Linked DNA regions of Mus musculus: region 2 is linked to region 1. A link is a contact called in public promoter capture Hi-C data. All regions are on one chromosome and are shown on one strand. Each heading gives the region's core, a stretch centred on a gene start, on an enhancer-like site or on the middle of the called end of the contact. The rest is flanking DNA. Distances are from core to core; before and after follow the strand shown.

Evidence for each region. Promoter capture Hi-C pulls out the DNA fragments that hold promoters and counts their contacts.
Region 2: a promoter capture Hi-C map of embryonic stem cells shows a contact between it and region 1. The contact joins the promoter of Clmn here to the promoter of Gsc in region 1. A contact is called at or near these places in 17 of 39 promoter capture datasets (the 3T3-L1 cell line, the C10 cell line, cranial neural crest and 8 more), 5 of 115 datasets of contacts at active chromatin or transcription factors (craniofacial prominence, embryonic basal ganglia, embryonic forebrain and 2 more) and 2 of 9 other capture datasets (adipose tissue and liver).

What each region holds. Positions count from the first base shown.
Region 1 is chr12:104,470,874-104,475,700 of GRCm38.p6, reverse strand. Gsc (goosecoid homeobox) reads left to right here and starts at 2,465. Exons shown (of 3, transcript NM_010351.1): 1 at 2,465-2,940; 2 at 3,449-3,708; 3 at 4,055-4,492. The coding sequence starts at 2,586. The coding sequence ends at 4,210. It overlaps Gm10000 (a long non-coding RNA gene), which reads right to left and starts at 2,171. Exons shown (of 6, transcript XR_381874.2): 1 at 1,119-2,171.
Region 2 is chr12:104,863,135-104,867,961 of GRCm38.p6, reverse strand. Clmn (calmin) reads left to right here and starts at 2,886. Exons shown (of 14, transcript NM_053155.2): 1 at 2,886-3,092. The coding sequence starts at 3,011.

The sequences.
Region 1 (4,827 bases), core at 1,216-3,715:
TTAAAATCCTGAGGCCTCCAAAGGAGGGGTAGTTTGCCAGGTGGCAATGTTAGGTCTTGAACCCTGGCACCCTTGACTACAGGTGAACAGCCTCTTCCTTCTAGGGTCACTGATATAGCTACAGGGCTTCGGGAAATCGAGCCCTGCAGCGAAATCCCGGACTTGTTAAAACTGATCACTAAGTACCAAGCTGAAAGAGACATGAATGGGTGGGCGTGGGTTTGTTTTATTCTTTTCAAAATTCCACTGCTCTTTCAAATCTGAGGCTGAGTACCTGTCGGGTCTGGATCTGAGTCCCCTTTCAGAAGTTTCAGGGGTTCAGGAATCTACCCCAGGCTCTCCTGTTTCTGCCTGTACCCCTGTAAAGGTCATATAAGAGACCTGCCCCTGCATGCGCCTTATCCACTCACAACCACCAACACAAACGAACACAGCGAAGTCACTGCAGCCTCCAGTTCTTGTCAATCAATTTATCTCCCTTTAGAACCGAACGTGGGAAAATGTTGGAGGGCAGCAGGTGTGTCCTGGAACCTGGTGACAGTAAAGTCATTGTAATGGAAAAAGGTCACTTCTCTAGGTGGGCTTGGCCTTTCTGAAGCGTTCCCGAGAAGACTTTGTTTCTCTTAAAACAAAAACAAGAAACTGTCACCTCCCCAACTGAAGCCGGTCTCTATCCAATCCTTACCACCACCCCCAATTTGCAACGTAAGCAAATCAAGTGTCCTAGGCCATGCGTGGGTGGGCTGGAGGGCACGGAGGTACACGCTTTCCTAAGTTCCGGGTGGCTGCTCCCACGCACTGCCTAGTTCTGCGCCCAGGCGGGACCAAACTTACCGCAATGATTCTCTAACCCAGGAAGAGCAATAAGGAGAGGTCCCAGGATCTCCTCCAGTGCCAGGGAGGACTTAGCATTTATTGTACGGCTTTAGACAGCGTTGAAGTTATCTCAGACTTATCAGTGAGAGAGGAATCTCCACAAATGGTATGGAAGTCCTCTACCCAGGTCTCTCCTGGAGTAGCTGGAGAGTGGCCTGCGCGATGGCGGTGCAATTCCCGGGCTGGCACCGGGACGCACGACTTTGGGCCTCTGTTTTCGTTCTGCCCAGAGGGTCGCCTACCTTCCCGCAGGTCGCCCAGCCGCCAGCGCGCAGATCTAGGCTGGCTGCGCCTCCCGCGGTTCGGCCGTGCCTCACGGAGAATCCCGCAAATCATCACGGCCGCCCGCAGTGGCCCGACTTTTGTCCAGGCCGCTGGGGTCCCCCGGAGGCCAGCGCGGGCCTGGAAGGACAGCTAGAGGCCTTTCGGAGAGCTCGCTGATTGAGAGAGGGACGCCACTCAATATGTTGAGAAAGGAGACAGGCAGTCCCGGTAGATCCCACGAGAATTAAAGCCAAAAAAATTTTTTTTGGGGGGGGGGAAGGCACCCCTTCTCCCAGACTAATAATCAAAAATACACAGAACCTATCGGCACCCACGCGGGAAGCCTCTGGAAGCATCGCTTCAGAGCGCTCCTCTGGGTGGTGAATTTTAAAGACTGGCTGAATTTGCTCTTCACTGGTGTGTTAGGAGCTAGGGAGAGTCAGGGTAGTTTTCAGACCCAGAGTGACCGCTTTAAGAAGAAGAAGAAGAAAAAAGACAACTTGTACGAAGGCGGACGCGTTTCTACTTTCATGGTTTTTGCTCTGAGAAAATTTGGCTTTCGCAAAAACAAAAGATTTTGGGAAAGAGACGGAGGGGGGGGTGGAGAAGTGAAATTAGGCAGTGAGTTCACGGGGTAGGGGGTTGGCTGCGGGGGGGGGGCACTTTCAGTCTTAGTTGAGGGAGGACACAGCCACCCTCATTTCTTAAAAGCAAACAGATTCCGAAAGAGAGTAAAAAGTAGTCCTAAAGTAAAATTAGCCACAATGAATTTGAGCTACAACCATAGGAAATCGCACCCCATAATAGAGAGAAAAGGGTCGGGGCGGAGAGGTCGGCGGCGGAGTTGTTAACGGCGGCAGGACAATAGTATTAATAAGATTAACCTGGGCAATTAGGCCGCCCGCCCAGCAAGGCCGGGGCCGCGCCGGGGCTGCCGAATGGAAAAGATTAGGTTAATTTCATTAATTCTCAATCCACAATCTTTTTCAGGCCCTGTGGCCCCCCTCCTCTTGGCATCTCTCCCCCTCCCCTGCAAGCGCCCCCCGCCCACCCCCACCTCCCCATTCCACACCACCCAAAGGAAAAGAAAAGGACCAAATCTGGTTCTGTTTGTCATCTGCATATTACCAGGAACTAAATCCAGGATGACGTCGACTCAGTATAAAACCAACAAGAGGTTGAGCCGGTCGGAGCTGCGTCCTACCCGCGGGTTGAGTTCAGCTAGGCGGCGGCGAGGGGAGGAGAGGGCGGGAGGAGGGAGTTCGGACGCAGGGGGCGGGGAGGGGCGCGAGTTGCGCGCTCGCCCGCGCTCTCTTTCGGTTTGCTCGCCCGCGGGAGCAGAGAGTGGGACAATTCCCAACCCCCACCCCAAACAACACCACTTGGAGACTTCTTCTTCTTCGGCGCGTCCCCGCCGCCCCCCGGTCCCGACGCGGGGCTCGGGGATGCCCGCCAGCATGTTCAGCATCGACAACATCCTGGCCGCCCGGCCGCGCTGCAAAGACGCGGTGCTCCCGGTGGCGCCCAGCGCCGCGGCTCCGGTGGTCTTCCCGGCTCTACACGGGGACTCGCTCTACGGCGCCGGCGGCGGCACCTCCTCGGACTACGGCGCCTTCTACCCGCGCCCTGTGGCCCCCGGAGGCGCGGGCCTCCCGGCCGCGGTCGGCAGCTCCCGCCTGGGCTACAACAGCTACTTCTACGGGCAGCTGCACGTGCAGGCGGCGCCCGTGGGCCCGGCTTGCTGCGGGGCTGTGCCGCCGCTGGGCGCCCAGCAGTGCTCCTGCGTCCCGACGCCCCCAGGTAGGGTCGCGATCGCTCGCGAGCCGGCCTTCGCCACTGCGGCAGTCGGTGGCTGCCGGGGCATGGACGCGCGGTTTGCTTGCTTTACTCACCTGGCACCAACTTTCTCCCTTTGCAAGCCTTCCCCGTTCTCCCATTTATTTATTTATCTTTTACTTTTAATTAATTAATATATTTTTGGGTCACCGGGTACGGGGACTTTGCATACGTCTACTGTAAACTTTAGGTTAGAGTTTAAAAAGCCGAGTCACCGGGAGTCTCGGGGCGACTCCACGCGCGCGCGGGAATGAAGTGAGGACGCGGGGAGATTCTAAAGTGCCTGAACTGGCTTTTGGATGTGTGCAGGCAGACGCTCCTTCCACGTCTGGGCATCCCTGGTCTCGGTGCCCCCCAAAGACATAGCGCCCCTTGCAGACTTTTTTTATTTTTAAGTGAGCGAGGGCAGCGAGCGGGTTGGCTTACGGTGCCGAGGGAGGATGACTGACTCCCGTCCCTCTCTCTGTCGCAGGCTACGAGGGCCCCGGTTCTGTACTGGTGTCTCCGGTGCCGCACCAGATGCTGCCCTACATGAACGTGGGCACGCTGTCGCGCACTGAGCTGCAGCTGCTCAACCAGCTGCACTGTCGGCGGAAGCGGCGGCACCGCACCATCTTCACCGATGAGCAGCTCGAAGCCCTGGAGAACCTCTTCCAGGAGACGAAGTACCCAGACGTGGGCACTCGGGAGCAGCTGGCCAGGAAGGTGCACCTTCGGGAGGAGAAGGTGGAGGTAGGCAAGAGCCCCAGCGGGGGTGGGCTGGGGTGGGGGCGTCTAGCGGTCCTTCCCTGCACGCGGCTTTTGCCGGGTCCTCCTTTGGGATGTGGCCACTCTAAGAGCATCCCAGAGGCTGTGGCCTGGAGGCTGCCCGAGGGTACTTTAGGCCCAAGAAGGAAAAGAGGAAGCGTGGAGGGTGCTTCTCCTTTTGTTGGTCTTGAGCACAGCGATTGCCTGCGGATTTCTCCCTGCCAGGCTAAGGTTCCACGGTCAGGCTGTCCCCTGGCCACGCGGGGCCACCCGGTGCCCTGGTGTCGGTGGGCAGCAGCCTTTAGGTCACCACTGTTTGGTTGCGCAACAGGTCTGGTTTAAGAACCGCCGAGCCAAGTGGAGACGACAGAAGCGATCCTCCTCGGAGGAGTCAGAAAACGCCGAGAAGTGGAACAAGACGTCCTCAAAAGCCTCGCCGGAGAAGAGGGAAGAGGAAGGTAAAAGCGATTTGGACTCGGACAGCTGACGGCCGCGGCCGCGGGCCGGCCGGGGCGCTTGCCTGACGCAAGGACTTGCACAGACAGTCGATGCTACTTGCACACACCCTGCCTTGCGGGAGGGGGTCGAGAAAGCAACGAGGAGCTAGCTGTAAATAATGTACAGGCCCAGGACTGCTGGGGACAGGCGCGTGGGGACCGCAGCCCCACTGTCCCGGGCTGCCTGCGTGAGCCTCGTCCCCCACCGTAGTATTTATAGTTAAGTTAACGGTGACAATACAATAAAGTGATGGCAATGTAGACCAGCCATGTTGTATTTCCTACCCTCGTGCCATCAGTTGAGGCCTAGGAAAGAAATCTGTTTAGTTGCGATGCAGAAGGCAATTAAAAGCAGCAGAGTAGGGGTTGGGAGGTAGGACTGGGTTGCGCTGGGTATCCTGGGTCTTCGGGAAGGGGTGGGGAGTGCAGGCCGGGCTTTTGAAAGCTTCACCTTTTCTATCATTCCTTAGTTCCTTGAAGCTTCCTCAGAGCCCCTTCTCAGCCACCCACTCGGGGACCTCTGCTTTCGAAATCACCCTAGACTCAAGGCCACCCAGAATTGAATTTCTGTTCCAAAAAGAGTAGCTCTCCTGGTTGTTGGTGCTTT
Region 2 (4,827 bases), core at 1,637-4,136, 390 kb before region 1:
TCAGGGTCAAGTGGAGAAAATGGCTAAGACTCGGCTGTGTTCTTTAGGACCTCATGGGTGATTGAGGAAAAGCCATTAAGGAAATGTTATGCTCATGCTGTGTAGACATGGGCCAGCAGGGTTTAGGAGGGTATACCAAATAGCGCCAGGTTGGCACCAGTCAGTCACCCAGCAGGCCAGGGTGATGGAGAAGGTGCTCTTGAGGTGAGTGGGATTCAGGAGGCATAAGCTGAGAAAGGGAGGAGCCGGGGATTGTGTCACAGGGGACGAGTTAGGTAAAGGCCTGGAGGTGACATGTTTATCGGTCCATGTTCTGTTTCTGTGACTAACAAATGGGAGTTTTGTTCCATTTTGAAAGGGCTTAAAGTGCATGTGGCATAGCCACGGTCACGATGAGGCTCCTGGCAATCTCTCACTGCAGTGGTGACATCATGGTGGGATTGAGTGACAGGGAGAGACTGCCCACAAACCAGGAAGCAAGGGAGCTGGAGGGATCACCCTTGGTGGTGCTGGGTTTGGAATCTAGGACCTTGTGCATAGCAGGTAAGTGCTACTACAACCCTCTGATACCCCAGCTTACTTGTTCTGTGGTAACTTGGTCTTGTGACAACAGCTGGGGTCCCACGACAACAACTTTAATTCCTTCTGAGACCTAAGACCCCTCAGGAGGCCACACCTCTTAGGGTCTCATAGCCTCTTGAAATCACCATGCTGGCTGGGCAGGCTTCCAAACATGAATCCAAGAGGGACAGAGCGCACCAGACCACAAGCCCTGGTGATAGCCAGGACCTGCAGCAACTTGTAGCGATAGATCGAAGTGGAGTACTATAATTGACAGGTGAGGGTATAAGCCCAAGGACCAATGAGAGAGACCAGGTGTGCTCCCAACGCCCTTAGAGGTCCTGTAGGAGATCCTATTCATTCAGTGACAATCCAGGTGCTGTTAGGGCTCAGCTTCACAGTGAGTTCTGGCTCCCAGGCCATTTGGAAAACCACCTAAAATTCCTTCCATTTTGATTCAAAGAAACATCAGGTTTACAGTTGGTGTTTAATCAGCAGTGACTCAGGCCTCCTTCCCCGTCATTCCCAAGAATAGGCATCACAGATAGCCCGTCCTTTCTGATCATTTTTCAACCACATACTGTTTTGAGTCAAGTTCTCTATTGGCCATCTCACAATGGAGACAACGAAGCTGACTTTCTTAGCACTTGGCTTTGTGAAGGAAATGATTTTCAACCCACAGCAAAGATAGAAATCGAATTCAAGTGGGATGCCTTGTGGAGGAGAGGTGAGACCATGCATGTTAACTGGACCTGGCTCTATAGCGTAACCTTGAATCCAGGCAGGGACAGAGTGGTCTAGTGAGAGCCTCAGACACCCATGATCTGCACTGAGATCATGATCTACTCTGCTGGGTGGATGCCTGGTCCTGGGGGTTGGATTCTGGGGGGTTGGGGAGGTGGGCCTCTCCCTTCCTTTAGTCTCAGCTTCAGGGTCAGGCTTTATGGGACCCTTGCTGATGTTACCTCCACCCTGGCTCCTTGCCCTCAGCTGACAATGTCCCCCTTTCTGAAGATCACTTTGATCTGGGATTGTCATCTCAGCTGGTTATTGGGTTAAACACAAATGACTTAAGGGTCTTCTCATTGCCCCCCCCCCCCCCAGGGCCCGCTTCTCCCAGGAGACATGTCTGTGGCCTTCATCTTTGCTTGCTCATTGCTGGGCTTTCCACAGACATGGCAATGGTCAGCAGGCCTCGGTGAGTCTCCATACTCAGAGAGCTCTGCGCACTTTCTCCCTCTGGGCATTCATCCTACCAATGGCATACTTGGTTTTCTTGTAGGTAGGATCTGAACAGAGAGCAAGACACTGGGACTTGTGTACCCCTAAGTCATTCCTCACTTTAGACAAACTCCCAGATTTTCTGTTGGCTAACCGATAAAGGAGTTGGCTGCAAGTACACAGGCCCTGTGGAGCCCCAAACAAGATAAGCTCCAGAATTCTCAGGTTAAAAGACACAGGGGCCCAGAGTGGGAACCACAAAGGCCTGTTCTGTCTCAGGTATCCCAGGATGACCTTAAACTCATCCAGGTGGCTGTGAATGACCTTGAACTTCTCCTGCTGTCTCCATCTCCAGAGTGCTAGGACCACAGATTATGCAAAGACCCCGTTTATGTTGCGCATGGGATCAAACCCAAGGCTTCCTGCGTGCGAGGCAAGCAGGGAACCACCTGAGCCATTGCCCAGCCTGTCCTTGGGGTTTCGATAAAGCACCAGATTTCTTGTGGCCAAGACCCCAAAGGAACCCATTTCTGGGAGGAGAGCTGTTTCTCCCAACAGCTGGAGAGAACCGGAAGTGGCCTTTACTCTTAAACCAAGAAAGGATCCCCCCTCCCACTCCCGCTGCCCCCAACTCCTGCTCTATAGGAAACTCCATCTCCACATCACTTAGCCCATCACTCACTTTCCATGGTCCTGGGATCAGAGATGGACAGGGTTTAGCTGCCTTTAGCAGGGAGATGATCCAGGCATAGGAGGAGTTCCTACTGCGACTAGAAGGGACAGGATAGGGAAGGGGCAGACATCCTGGACCAGCGCTAGGGGCACCCTGGCTTGCGTCACCAGGCCCACCCCCTCAAGACATCACAATCTATGGGCTGCGACCCCCCTGTGCCTCATCATTGTGCGTTTGCGACCAAACAATCCAACCAACACCCACCCTGCGGGTGGGGGAGGAAAAAAAAGGAAAAAAAAAAAAAAAGGACTGTCCTGAGGCCGGCTCCTCCCGCCCCGCCCCGCCCTCTTCCCTCCCGCCCGGGGCCCCCGCCCCCGCCGGGCAGTGAGCGCGCGCCGGGCGCCCCGCTCCGCCGCCCGCGCCCGCCCGCCAGCCCGTCCGCCCGCGGCGGGGCCGGCCCTTCGCCCGCCCACCAGCCCCGCGCTAGCCGCCCACCTCTCGCTGCCCGCTGCCCGCCGCCCGCCGCCCGCCGCCCCGGCCCGCCGCGCGCGCTCCATGGCTGCTCAGGAGTGGGACTGGTTCCAGCGCGAGGAGCTCATCGGGCAGATCAGCGACATCCGTGTGCAAAACCTGCAAGGTACCGCGGCCCCGGCCTCCCCGGAGGGCCCGTATCCACCAAGCGTGGGCCCGGCTGGTTCCCCCCGTGCGCCCCGGAGCCGGTGTGGCTGGCCTGCGCCGGGTTTGCAGAGCTCAGGGGGTGGGGCGGTGCGTGGGCGTGTGTGTGCACGCGTGTGCGTGTGGGCACGCGCGTGTGTGCACCCCATTCCCAGCAGGGGACCATCACCCCCCTCCTACCGCCTCCGGTAGTTTAGAGAAGTTTGTACGTGGAGTCTTGGGGGGCGGTGGCCCGGGTCAGGGCCAGGAGAAAGTGCCACTGTGTGCTGTGTGCGCACAAGCCAGACTTAAAGCTCTTCCGAAGTAGCTATGGGGCTGGGGACCTGGAGTGGGGCACAGCGTCAGTCCCGAGAGGCTCTGGATGATGGGGGCACGCTGAGGACTCCAGTGAACTGAGTGAGGTTCAGAAGACCTTCTCTACCCAGCCCCACAGACTAGGGAGGGGCTGGAACTAAACCCCCTTGCCTGAGGCGGTTGACAAGATGAAAGAGAAACTCCTGGTGGCCCGTGTGTCAGACTTGGGCTCTGTGGTTCTGCCACCTATGACTATGAAGTATCTTCCAAAAGAAAGTATTGGGTGTGGAAACTTAGCAAACACACACACACACACACACACACACACACACACACAGAGAGAGAGAGAGAGAGAGAGAGAGAGAGAGAGAGAGAGAGAGAGAGCGCTCTTAAGGAAAAGAGACCCACCCCTCCCACTCGCAAAAGGCATTGCTCTCAAGCCCTGTGGGTGGAGTGTGTTTCGAGCCCCCTCTCTCCTATGGGAGCTTTGCAGAATTGGACATAAATCCACTTCCGGCCTCCTCACCCACCTGGCCCCATGCACAGGTGAGGCTGGGTTAAGCCACTTCCCCTACTGACTCGGGGCTGAAGAAGAGTCCAAGGTTGAATTCGCCAGGATCCAACTGGAAGGTCTGGACAGAGGTGGGGCAGGAGGATTGTGGGTGTCCCTTTTGCCAGCAGGGCAGGGAGCCCCTGCGGGGGGTGGGGGGGAAGAGTCTAGATTAAACATTACACCTGAGAGAATGTTTTCTGGGAGCTCACGTGGCCCTCTCCAACTGAGGTTTGGCAAGGACAGTGCAGGTCTGCAGAGGTGACCTGAAAAGGAGCCAGCGGGCGGCTCAGGGAGTGGGCACTGCACTGGCAGCTCTGGATTCTGCTACTGTACAGCTACTGTGATTTGTGTCAAAGGAGGAGGCTCAGAGCTGCAGTGATGGAGAGAGCTTGGGTTTGGTTTGGGGTGGGCAGCATACCATTGCTGAGATGGTATCTGGTTGGGGCTGTCAGATCTGGTGTGTCTCATGTACCTTAGGCAATCACTAGGCATTTTAATGAGCACATACTATCTGCCACAGACAATTATTCTTGTAGGATCAGGTCCCTTGGTAGAGCTCAATTATTGTAAAGGAACAGGCGGCGAAGTGAGGCAGAGAGATGGGACTACACAGCATGATTTGCGACAGTTCTTGAAGGGCTAGAGGGGTGTCTCAGCTCCTCGCTTTGAGGTGACCACACTTTCAGGCAAAATATCAGTTATAATTTGAACAGCAATGGATTCTGTTAGTAAGAGGCCAACTTCAAATCATGTATCTCAAATGTCATATGTATTACATATGTATTACATGTATGACATAGACTGATTTTAAGCGTAAGCTTAGCATGCTTTTAGTTGTGGGTACACCTCA